Linked DNA regions of Macaca mulatta: region 1 is linked to region 2. Evidence: chromatin contacts called from public Hi-C data. All regions are on one chromosome and are shown on one strand. The core of a region is the stretch at or near the end of the contact, and the rest is flanking DNA. Distances in the headings are between cores, read along the strand shown. Region 1 overlaps DYNC1I1 (dynein cytoplasmic 1 intermediate chain 1). Region 2 holds the start of DLX5 (distal-less homeobox 5).

Region 1 (6,618 bases), core at 471-2,970, 950 kb after region 2:
TAAGGAGTTTCTAGAACACTCACTCCCTTCATATGCATTGTAGTTGGGTATCACCTAAACATTATCTCAACTAAGCTGGATTTCTAAGACAGCGGTCTTCTAAGTCAATCAGGAAAATGTTGTGTTTTTTTTTTTTTTTTGGTTGCTTTAAATGAATGAATTTCTCCTAGCAAATAGAAGCAATATGATTTTAATAAACAGTGATGAAGACTCTGGGAAACCCTTACAATATAAGGTAATAACATCTTTCTAATAAAAACAATAATGTTATAAACATTTCAATATCCAAATGATGGGGCATTTCACGTACTCATGCCTTTTGGTTATTTTCAAAGATGCTTCATTACATAACTCTTTCTTGTTACAGAGTTCTTGTAGCTAAAAGGAAAAACAGACTCAAATTGAAAGAGTTTTAAAAGATAACTACTTGGCAGCGATTATAGGTGTATATACCCTTGAAGATACAATGAGTCAATAATAACACCTGAAGAATATTTCCCTGCCCCCTCCCACACATATGCAAAAAAAAAAAAAAAAAAAAAATAGGAGGGAAGTATGCTCCTCCTCAGATCCTCCAGCTGTGGGCTTCCTAATTAAAAAGGCTGAGCTGTTTCCTGCTCAAAACACTTCAAAAGACCTTTCTGTTGTTCTCCACTTGACATATAGTTTGCAGCACTTGTTCCTCTTACCTGTCCATTCTTATTTATAGAGAGCTTTCTTGAGTCAGAAACCAAGAAGTGATGCAGGGACCATTTTATTTTATAAAGTTGAAGGACAATAATATTTATGTTAAAAAAAAAAAAAAACCCAAAACATCCAAGTAGCTGAATTAGCAACTCAATATTTTTGCAAGACTGGCAAAAAGGAACAATGCATGTGGCATAGTTTTTAAAACATACAATTTTATAGCATAATTTAAAAACAGCATTATTGGCTGCTTTTTAAAATAAATGGGTACTTTCACTTACTGTAAATGTGACATGTTAAACTCTCTTTTAAAAAAAATACTGAGTTTGATATTCATGTTCAAAGTTAGAGGCTGTTGTAAAAGTCTGCCTCTGAGTTTGATATCTTAGACAAGGAATATTTACCTTGGTACAAATCAAATGGATGAAAGATCTAAACAAAAAATAGTCAACAGAATCGTCTTTTATGGATTCAAAATAGAAATGGTGCAAGTAGCAAACACTGACAAATAGCCCCTTTTAAAAGCCTAATCTAAAAATCAACGTCCACAAAAGCTTCTTTTCCAAGTGTTTGCCAGTAAAGTTATTTCAACACGGCTCTGACAAATGCCTGTGTGTCCTGTCCCATAGGGAAAAGGTGTGAACGCATAACGTTTTGCTCTTTGCAAAAAGGGTGGTTAATTGTCCAGGAGCAGCCACCGTTTAGGGATGAAGGGAGATTAAGTGATTTTTGTCCAATGCGTCTGCCAATTCCCTTCAGGGTAGTCAAGAATGGGGGGCCGGCAGCCCTGCTGCAATTGGAAGGTCTGTCCAAAAAAGGCCGTTGTAGAGAAAGAGGGAGAGACTGCGAGTGGCCGACTGCGCCCCCCTCCCAGCCCTCCGGCCCGGGCGCCTTAGCCGCCGCTCACCTCGGTGTCATTGTTGAGGTTCCAGAGGTCCAAGCGCCCCATCCCGTCCACGCAGGCAAAGAGCGCGGGATGCACGGGGGACCACATGACATCGTACACATAGTCTGCATTGTCTTCAAAGGAGTAGAGCGGCTTGTTGTGCTGTAAAGCAGAGAGACCGTGAAGACTTTGTGGCGCTGCTGCTGCCTCGGGCTGTCTAGAGAGCCTAATTAAAAACTTTGCACATTCACAAAGTGTCATAAAACTTCCCGAGATGAAAGTCCTCGAGAAGGTGAACCGGAGCTTTAATGTGACTAGAACTGTCCAGTGGCATAAATAAATACCGGGGGGAGAGGGGGCCTTTGAAGGGGCTGGGGGCTGGGACCGGGGGTGGGGAGGCGGTTTCAGACACAGTCGTATGAGGCATTCCAGACAGGTGGACGGGACTGCCCATTAGTTCGGAATTCTCTCCCGGCAACGCTTTGCGAGATGCTCTGAGCCTAAACCCAACCGTGGTCGGCCCGGCTTGGACCCGCTGGGATGTTCTGAAGCCCCGGCGGTCCCGACCGCCCCGAACCCTTTCATTGAAGGCAACCCCTGCCACCTCGTGGTCCTCATCTGTAGCTGCAACAGCTGCTGCTACCTCCAGTCCAACTCCAGGCCAAATTCACATTTTAAGGGTTCTTTTGCAGCGAGGAAGGCATACAAATATTTTAAAGAGGATTAGTGCTTTTCCAGGAGGTAATCATTTCGTGATCCTACGCCTTTAGTCTCTCTGCATAGGGTCAGCTCACCCCAATCAGTTGAACTGGTGTGTCTCATTGAAGTGCCCCTGAACCTCTGTACAAAATGAACCATATTCCTAGATCACCCAGTGTTTTCAAAATCCCGAAAATTGACTTTTGGGTGTTGGGGGTGTGTGAGTGGAAATGCGTTAACAAACCCCTAGTGCATACAAATGCTTCCACTCCAGAGGGATACAATAAATTAAAATGGCACTCTTGATTTCCAGTGAATATTGTCACATCAAAATAGCACAGAAGTCAGAGGCAAGTTTGAAAGTACACCAGAAATAAAACGTAATTGGACTTCATGAATTATTCATTCCATCTGGCTTGTCTTATTCTAATTTCTGCATAATGGCTTTACTAATCCCTGATCAATTAATGTAAAATGAAATTTAAATGATAATGAAAGCCCTAGAGATAAAAGAAATTAAGTATTCTTATATCCTCTGACAGAAATCTAAACAATGGGAGTTTTTTTCCCCAATGTCTTCTTCATCCAGTCAGCTGTCTGTACTCTCTTCATGGGTTCCACTGAATGCCTGTACAGGCCAGAGTAATAAGATCAAGAAAAGATAACATACAATATGAACAATCAAATCCTTTCTGCACAGTAGGTTTAAAGAATGTATCTGTAGGGAATCGGCTCCAAATATTAGAGTGATCTCTCCAAGTGAACTGTTAGTTAATATAAAATGCACAAAATACATCTGCTGAAATGAAAGTGAGAAAAAGCAGTGTGAAAACAATAAAACTTCTGTAATCTAAATATCACACAAAAATTTAATGTAGTAACTGTGAGTCCTTTTTCCATGAATTGTATTTCTTTGACATTTAAAAATCACCGCTTAGAACTGAACAAACTTTTAATACATTAAAGCAACACAGAGTGTTTTAGATAGCCCACTATGTGGATACAGTGAGATGTGTCTTATTTTTAATTCAAAAAGTATCTCATGGAGGGTGTGATTTGAAAAGAATTATATGACATTGAGATAACAAAATGGTCAACTGGATATTAGCTTTATAGTTTTTAAAATTTTATGATTCTATAATACTTTTATGCCAAAGTATGTATTATATACCATATTTGCAGTGTGATTTGAAGCCAAAATTATTTGCTTATTGGCTATTTCTGTAGCATCTTTCTTTCTCTCACTGTTTGGACTAGATGATTCAAACTACTTTCTCCAAAAAACCTAACTGTCCAATGACACCTGAAAATAGCATAATTGCATCATTTTTCCTTATTAATATTTTTTAAAAGGCAATGTGGAGTGGCTGCACCTTTACTGACTACTTATAAATATTAAATTGTAACTCTCAGCAGAAGATTATTCCCACTGCAAATTCTTGATTTTATAGCTAGCTATCCCACTATTTGTTAAAGAATATGAATAACAAATTTTTCTTAAAATCAAAGGGTATTAAAGATTTATATATGCTTTAAAAAGTCAATTATCAGGATCCTCATCAACTCGGCTGATAGTATATCTGAGGGTATAGAGGTCTTCATATAGATAGACACATACAGACCTATAATAAACATGTAACACAATTGCAAATCCTTATTTTGATCAATTAAAAGACCACCCAGCTTTAAACAGTCATTTTCTAAGGAACTGATATTATTTCATACATTCATTCTTTAATTATCCTGGAAATCTTTAGTGTCTTGTTTATTTCCTTTTTTGTTTTAGTAGTTTCTTCTCTGAGAAATGGAACCAAAACCGTAGTATATTCTGGAGACTTCACATTTTAAGTACCTGGAAATAATTGCTATTGTTCATGTTACCAAAACCCAGTTTCTTATATTTAATAGTATTGATTGAAATGCTATTGCTCTCTAGCCTTTCTCCAACCTCCTTATCCCCCTTCACCCTAAGACTGAACCTTTTATTATAAAAGTCACTGTGCAAGCAATTCTAGGCTACAGTACGTGTGTGTTTGGGAGAAAGGAGGAAGGCTTATATTTTCAAAGTGTTTAACATTGATAAATTTGCAGGTTGGGAAAGTCTTGATCAGGATTGATTGAACTTGTTATCAAAGTACCACATAGGCTGACATCTATGGCCCACTAATTGCCAAGTAAAGCACAGGCATAACCTATGGGCATAGGCAAATGTCACTTGCAATAGTGCTCTTTGAATATTAGTTGTATTTTTTGATAAAGGGATTTTATTTTTTTATTTTTATTTTTATTTTTTTTTGGAGACGGAGTCTCGCTCTGTCGCCCAGGCTGGAGGGCAGTGGCCGGATCTCAGCTCACTGCAAGCTCCGCCTCCCGGGTCTACGCCATTCTCCTGCCTCAGCCTCCCGAGTAGCTGGGACTACAGGCGCCCGCCACCTCGCCCGGCTAGTTTTTTGTATTTTTTAGTAGAGACGGGGTTTCACTGTGTTAGCCAGGATGGTCTCGATCTCCTGACCTCGTGATCCGCCCGTCTCGGCCTCCCAAAGTGCTGGGATTACAGGCTTGAGCCACCGCGCCCGGCCGATAAAGGGATTTTATTATTTTATTTTATTCAGGCTCAAAGGGTAATCTGAAGACCTGATTTAAAAAAACATCTGTCTCAAATACTTCATATAAAAGATTTTAAGGTAAACTCATGTATATCATGAAGTATTAGAATTGGTAAACTCATGTATTAGCATAAACTCATATATATTTTAAAGTATTACAACTTTCATAAAAAAGTTAAAAGCATGAGGTTCTAAAGATTCTAAAGATTTTGAATTTATGAGACATAAATTTCTGGATCCACAAACATGTTATAGCTTGCTTGTGCATTACCACTTATTTTAGAATACTACAAGTTTTGAAAAGGTTGGAGATGATGGGGGCAAATTTGACCAATACTTTTGAGAATGAATCTTATAATACTATTTGTACATATGAAAGCTACAGAAGCTTCATGATTTTAAAGATTTACTCTACAAAATTCTCAAGGCCATTTAGCAAATGAAATATTGTTCCACAGCAAGTTACTGTAAAAAACGTTTTTCAAAACAATCAAATTTCACTAGAAAAAAAACCCCTTCACCTGTGTTTCCTTTTCTATGCCATGTTCAGTATCAGCAAACTGTTAAAGGGGAAAAGGAAAACTACACTGTTACACGGCCTACTGGACGTGTGGTACATGCCAATGAAATAAAGCTGTGGCACCTTGTGCTTCCAGGGCTGTTACAATAATGGTAAAGTATCCAGGCACAACCCAGCTTGATTTTAATACTCTGACTCAAACAGAGCAGAGAAGCAAGCTACTGGTCACCTCCCAGGCAGACATGAAGGGCAAGGGAGGGTAAATTGTTGGGTGTTTGTTGTGTGCCTGACTCTATATGTACATTGTCTAATTTAATCCGCATAAAATCTCTGTAAAGTAGACGGTATTTACAGAAAGGAAAATTACAGTTCAGGAAAGTTAGTAACTTTCCCAAGGCCACAAAGGTTGTTAAGTGGTAAAGGTGGATTTGGTTCTCAGGTTTTCCTAGTTGTTAAGCATATCCTCTATTTACTGGGACTATATGGTCCTTCTACAAAACATAGCAATGAACTTCAGTCCTTATTAAAAAAAAAAAAAAAAAAAAAAAAAAAAAAAGACCTGTTACCTCTATTTTTTTACTCTTCCATTCAATTCAACCAATATTTACTAAGCACATACTATGTAACTTGTAGAAACAGTTTAAGAATAATGCAGTCAGATGCTTATTTCATTTCCTGAGTCTGTTGTTAATGATCCTGAGGATGTTATCCATATATTTGCAGGAGTCTTTAGCATCTTGTGAGATGAACAGGAATATTTTTCTCCTGAAAGCTAGAAATAGGATAGGAATGGTCCTTTACACAGCAGAGATGAACAGCAGGCTATGCACTGGAGAGTGGAAAAAAATGATGTTAGAAAGCAAGGACTTGGGGTCCAGTTCACTGAAGGTTTGTATGACTCTGGGTGAGGGACTATAATTATATTATCTGAAAGAAGGGAGCAGCAAAGGTAGCATGGAGCAGAAAAGGTAATGGGAGACAGTGGAAAACTACAGACCTTGGGAAATTTAACTTAACATCCTTGGATTTTACTTTTCTCATCTTACGATGGAAAGCTGGAGCTACTGACCTCAAGGGCTCCTATTAGCTTTGTGATTCTATAACTGCTTTATTATGTGCTTTGTTACCCTGTGGTAAGGATAGAATGGAAAAAAAGTATGTAAAAATATTTTCCAAAGGTAACTATTATCATTAAAGCCATCTTCCTTTATGTTTTGTGG
Region 2 (6,133 bases), core at 3,343-5,842:
TGGTTTTCCTAACTCAGATGAACCACCTCTGAATGCTAGATCCAAGTCAGTGTGCCTAGCCCTCTATTGGGAGACAAAGGCCATTCAGTTGCATTGCCAAAACCAATGACCGACAACTTGTGATATTTTTGAAAGCCTTTGCTACTTTTGCAATCATAACTCCTATCTTTTCATCTCACCCTAGTTCAAAGAAATGTGCTTTTCCTATACAAATATCACACTGAATATTTCAGAGCTGTTACCTTAAGTTATTAAATGACCTTAGTGCCCCAGCTCAAAGATAACTGCAGCTCCATTGTAATAAAATGATTACTCAGGTCTACCTCTACAACATGTATGACTTAACCAGTTTTGTTGTGTTTGAGAGTTCTGGGATGAAAAGTACTCTAAATGGATCATGATAAGAGTGAATTGCTCTGAGAGCATTTTTCACTGGACAGATAAATGGATAAAGCAGTGCAAATAAAAAGAAAAATAAACCTCACCCCCAAAACTGGACTTTTAAAGAGTAAGTATTCTACTGATAAAGTCAAAAAGTGCTTTTTATATCAAGTGTGCCTATACAATACTAGCATCATATTGAGGGGTCCTTTATATACTTGAATTATGCACATCCAATTGATGTGCACCATGTTTTATATAAATGAAAGTTTCCATATTAAAAATATCTTAACTTCGTAAATTAAATATTTTCAACTGCACTGAACTTTCTCAGTTTCAAGCCCAAAAGAAAAGATGTTCTACTGTTGGCACTTCTATGAGTAAATAGATTTCCAGGTAGGCTACATGGAGAAAGTTGAGTAAATGCTGTCATTAAAATTTTCTGCTACCCCACCCCCTTCCATGGCTCTCTCCCTGCAAACTCAGTGGCACTCTTTTCAGCCCATAGTAGTGAACAACTGAAAGCTTCCCAAGCACCTCATCCAACTAAAGGAGGGCCTGCTTCTTCACAAATGTCTAGGAAAGGCAGCCGGGGGCGGTGGCTCAGTCTGTAATCCTAGCCCTCTGGGAGGCCAAGTTGTGTGGATCACTTGAGGTCAGGAGTTCGAGACCAGCCTGGCCAACATGGTGAAACCCTGCCACTACTAAAAGTACAAAAATTAGGCGGGCGTGGTGGCAGGTGCCTGTAATCCTAGCTACTCAGGAAGCTGAGGCACGAGAATCGCTTGAACCCGGGAGGCAGAGGTTGCAGTGAGCCAAGATCACACCACTGCACTCCAGCCTGAGCGACAAAGCAAGACTCTGTCCAAAAAAAAAAAAAAAAAAAAGGCTAGGAAAGGAGAGTCACCCCAGGTGGGGACATTGAAGGAGCGCCTTACACCCAAGAATTGAGGGATGGGGCAGGGGGCACCAAAAAAAAGGTGACCCAGAAAAAGGTGAGCCGGTGGGAGGAGGAAGGAAAAGTATGAATGTGCAAGAAGGAAAGGAAAGGGGATGGGAATTGAGAGAAAGATGTATTGGAAGTACAGAGAAAGCAAGCCACCTGGGAGTGAACTCTAACACGAAGAACCGGTTCGTGTCCGGCGGTAACCGAGCTTGGCGTTTGCCATTTACGCAATGTTGCTCGAAGACACTGGGTGGCGCTCGTGGTAAAGACTTGCACTTACCTTAGGGTTCCCCCCGCTACTTCCCCTTCCCTCCCTTTGCAGATTTCGGCTACTAAAAGATAAAATTACTTACATTCTTCCTGCGTGTCTCAGCGGGAAGCGCACCGCTGGAAGAGTTTGATGCCGTGGGGTTGTTTCACCACGGCTGGATTTGTCGGTGGATTTTGAGAGGCAATAGCGTCCAGCCCGCTGGCCTTAGGACAAAGCTGGAGGCCCTAGTGTGAGAACTACCTCACACCACCAGCAAAAGTTTGCTACTTCGAGAGCCGGGATACCGGCCGGTGTATGTCCTGAGCGTGGGTCCGAAGCCGTAGACAGGCCCGCAGAGGAGCCGGTAGTGCACAGAGCTACAATGTCTATATTGTGAAGTTAAATAAAACTGTATTGTGAACAGACCCTCCGCTGCTTTTAACTTAGTGCTTCCTCTTCCTCCAGGCTGCCTTTAAGGAAGGGGTGGAGTGGGGAGTGGGGTCAACCTAGAAAAGAGGAACAAAATCAAGAAAGTTGAGGCTCTGGACCTGTAGAGACACATCCAGATTTGGTCTCACCCAGAAGAAGAATGGCTCAAGTCTGCGTGAGAGCCAACGCTTTAGGAACCGAAACAAAGAAAAATTCTTCCCTCTCGCCCCACTCCTTTTTGTCTTTTATGAAATATGGGAAAGAATGCCCATTTTGACCGCGGGGTTTTGGGGGGGGGGTAAAATTTAGCAAGGTCTAGAACTAATTTGATATTGTAACATTATTTTCAATCGGATCCCGAACTTCTAAATTTTGCCCCAATTCTGCAGCTTCCAATCCCATCCTGGTTAGAATCTGCCATCTCAGCAAGGTGTAAGGGCATTGCTAGGAACACCCTGTTCAGTATAACCATGTGGTAACTCAAATCTCTATTTAACCAAAAGTGTCAAAGATAGGGGACCGGAGGAAGGGAGGCCTGGCTCCCTGCCCACTTGTCTTTGCCGGGAGATGCTTTGAACTGTCCTTGGCATTGATCTGGGGAAGCGATTCCTGTAAATAATGGCAGGGTGTGTGTCAGATGATTCGATTGGCACCGATAACTTCTGCAGAGCAGAGCCCAGGACCGCAGCCCCATGTTTCCCTGCTGTTCTTTAGCTCCTCACAGCCTACATCCAGACGGTTAACAGCCTGTCGGTAATCGACAGCGCCGAGTCACGGCTGACTGGCAGTTGCGGTTCTGTTTACTCTAAAGTCCACCTCAGAGAAGCCCGGGGCAGCCCAGGCCCAAAAGCTCGTGACTTGGGCCAGGGGGAGAAAGAGAATGCTGCTGGGCGCCAGTCTCCCGGCACTGAAGTTTCCCCCAAAAGGAACTGCGACAATAGCTGCGTTTTGTGTGTGTGTGCAGTCCAGACCGCAAAGGCAGGGAGCTGGTGCACGCGCGGCAGCTCTGCTTTGGAGTTCCTGAGCGGGGCTGTATCTTGCTCCGAGTTCCAGACACCCTACCTCTACCTGTCGGCCTGTTTTGGGCCGAGTGGCTCCACACCCCAAGTAAGGCTAAACTAATACTAGACACAACTAACACAGACGCTTTCTTCTTCGGTAGGAGGGAAAACGGAGGGGAGGCCAGATAACCCTAGATATCCAGTGGAACTCCCAGGTTGCCGGTCTTGGACCCCGTAAAGGAAGATACAGGAAGGCCCCAAATCAGGATCCACTCCCCGGAGTTGCCTATTTGAGGGGAGTAACAACGGGGATTGGGAGAGACTTTTATGTTGAATTTCTAAACTCCCAGCTGGATCACGACTAGAACAAGGATAGCACCTTCCTGAAGAGCAAAGTTTAGACCTCGTGTACCAACTGAATGATTCTTGAATCCTTTTCTCCCTTGCACAGGAGCTAAGTAGGATGTCTTTGCAGCAGGAAATAAAGGGGAGAGGGTACAGAAATCCGGGTCTGGGGAATGGAGAGACTGGGCCTCGAGTGCCACATCCATGGAGCCAGGAGGGGGAAATCAATGAGCATCATCTGACTTTGCAAAGGCTTTGATCCTTGTCTCCTTCCCCACTTCTGAGACTTTCCCATTCTTTCCTGGAGGCATGGCAGGTTATACATGGATCCATTCACCTTTGCAGGAGTTTTTGGCCACTGAACATAGTTAAAGACTCTTTATTCCAATGGCTTGAAAATAGATGAAAATATTAAACAGAAGTGGAGCTATTTGGCTCTTCTTGCAAACCAGCAACGAGGATTTGGGCTTCTTTAAGTTATATTTCTTTAAGACAGTAATTTTTAAAAATCATGTTAAGGACTTTGGGCTGCAGGAACTCTCTCTGCCATTCACCGACTTAATGGACATTGTGCATTCTTGGGCATTCCTATCCAGCCCGCGTCCGGGACACACTCATCTCCTGCAAAGGAAGTTGCCTCTTTCCCCAAAGAGCAAATTTTCAAAACATGTAAGTTACAACTTGCTTGCGAACACGCCTCTTAAAAAAAATGCTGTTTCCCTTCTTTCTTGCCTCCATTCTACATCCCCCCCCACACACACTCCCTGCACCTTGACTCCCTATTTCAGTATCAGTACTTAATTCTACACTGGCCTTTGGTGCAGCCCACGGGGGCGGGGTAGTGGGGAGCAAGGAAAGATGGTCGCCCACCTCATTCCCAAAACATGTGCACTTTTGAGGCTTCTGATTGGAACACATTGTCCCCAGACATCACAGAGCCTTGTGCTGGGGCTTCTGCGATGTCTTTGGAATTTACTAAAAACAGATTGACTGAGACCCCTCCCCACTCCACAACAAGCAAAAACACACACAAGGGCGCGGGCGCACACACACACAAACACACACACCCCCTCCGTACCCCCCACTCCCTTTTTAAGCAATGCTTTGTTGTGCTAAAACTAGTTGGACGAGTTAGGGTGTTACTGCTGCTCCCGAGGCCCTGGCCAATAGAACCAGATCCACCCCGCTGTGCGTAAGCGCGCAATTAAGGATTTAACCAAGGCAGTGCTGCGCCTCAGCCAGCAGTCAGCCGGCCGGAGACAGAGACTCCAAGACTCCCAGCCTCCTCCTCGCCGCGGCCGCCGCCTCCTCCTTCTCTCCTCCTCCTCTTCCTCCTCCTCCCTCGCTCCCACAGCCATGTCTGCTTAGACCAGAGCAGCCCCACAGCCAACTCGGGCAGCCGCCGCCGCCACAACAGCAAGCACAGCCGCTGCCGCCGCCCGTGAGCGATGACAGGAGTGTTTGACAGAAGGGTCCCCAGCATCCGATCCGGCGACTTCCAAGCTCCGTTCCAGACGTCCGCAGCTATGCACCATCCTTCTCAGGAATCGCCAACTTTGCCCGAGTCGTCAGCTACCGATTCTGACTACTACAGTCCTACGGGGGGAGCCCCGCACGGCTACTGCTCTCCTACCTCGGCTTCCTATGGCAAAGCGCTCAACCCCTACCAGTATCAGTATCACGGCGTGAACGGCTCCGCCGGGAGCTACCCAGCCAAAGCTTATGCCGACTATAGCTACGCCAGCTCCTACCACCAGTACGGCGGCGCCTACAACCGCATCCCAAGCGCCACCAACCAGCCAGGTACATGGACAGGGGACAGGCTGGGCAGATACAGGGGGACTAGGACGCTGGGGGCGCGAGATGGGGTGGTAGATTGGGGGTCACAGCGGTTCACTGCAGTGGGGGCGCACCCGGCAGAAGGGAGTAGGACTCAGACCCTCCGACAAAGAGAGTTTCTCCGGCCAGCATTTTAGGGATTCTTAGCAGGAGAGCCCTGTGGAGGTTCGAACTAGCGTCTCTCCCCTCCGGCCCTTCATTCGCTGAATTCCCAGCTTGCCCGGCCAGGAAGCCGGCTAGGCTGGAAAGGGGATAGGGGTGGAGAGAAGAAAGAATCAAGCAGCCCCTGGCGTTTGCGTAATAAAGAGGAGGTTAGTTGTTGGGAATTTTGGTAAGCGTGCTGGGTTGGTGCGAGTGGGAGTAGAAGGCTGCCTCAAAGACTCAGTCAGGATTAGTTTGAGAGCCGCCACAAGCTAGCACGGTGCGGGTGCCCTGAGCACGCTGGGTGGGGGTGGGGGGTTAAGGAGTTGTAGCCAGCCAGAGAAGAGCGCGCCGAGAGCTTTGCGGTTTATCCAGGCATTTCCAAAAACAAAAAGCCATTTAAAGGTGGAGGAAGGTTGCTGAGGGGTCACGTTGTAGGACATTTTTTTTTCTCTCTCCATAGGCACCCAAAATGTGTCTTTCCCTCCTCCTTTTTCGTCCACTTTGAAACTTAGAAAGTTTAAGAGGGTTAGTGAGCTTGGGCGGTAAGAGAGAGGCATGAGGCTCGGCGGATAGGTTTTACTGGTAAGGTTTGATCTCTTCCCACCAGCACAGTAATAATCCTGCTAATATTAGCATCCCCTAGTCTGGCAGAATTGAAACCACAGCCCTCATTCTCCACACTTCTCCCTGGAACTTGACACACACACACACGCACACACACCCTGGAGAGGTTCTCCGCCAGTTCCAGAGGGGTGGTACTTTTGAGGAAGGGGAGTTGTAGCCCCAGGGCACGTTTGT

What was found. A called contact is a pair of places that touch in the nucleus more often than the background predicts.
Region 1: a contact with region 2 is called in a Hi-C map of fetal cortex germinal zone, with 6 times the contacts expected there. The contact joins the enhancer-like site here to the promoter of DLX5 in region 2. A contact is called at or near these places in 4 of 14 Hi-C or Micro-C datasets (cortical neurons, fetal cortex germinal zone, fetal cortical plate and 1 more).

Annotation. Positions count from the first base shown.
Region 1 is chr3:123,303,676-123,310,293 of T2T-MMU8v2.0, forward strand. DYNC1I1 (dynein cytoplasmic 1 intermediate chain 1) reads right to left here. Exons shown (of 17, transcript NM_001261582.1): 15 at 1,595-1,735. Among named protein-coding and RNA genes, the nearest start is that of SLC25A13, 250 kb to the left of the region's middle. Within about 2 kb of position 1,721, at least 12 of the 40 cell types and tissues checked have an H3K27ac peak or open chromatin away from gene starts, as enhancers often do. A contact at or near this core is called in fetal cortex germinal zone and fetal cortical plate, where this site is marked.
Region 2 is chr3:122,346,252-122,352,384 of T2T-MMU8v2.0, forward strand. DLX5 (distal-less homeobox 5) reads left to right here and starts at 4,593. Exons shown (of 3, transcript XM_001090332.5): 1 at 4,593-5,155. The coding sequence starts at 4,801.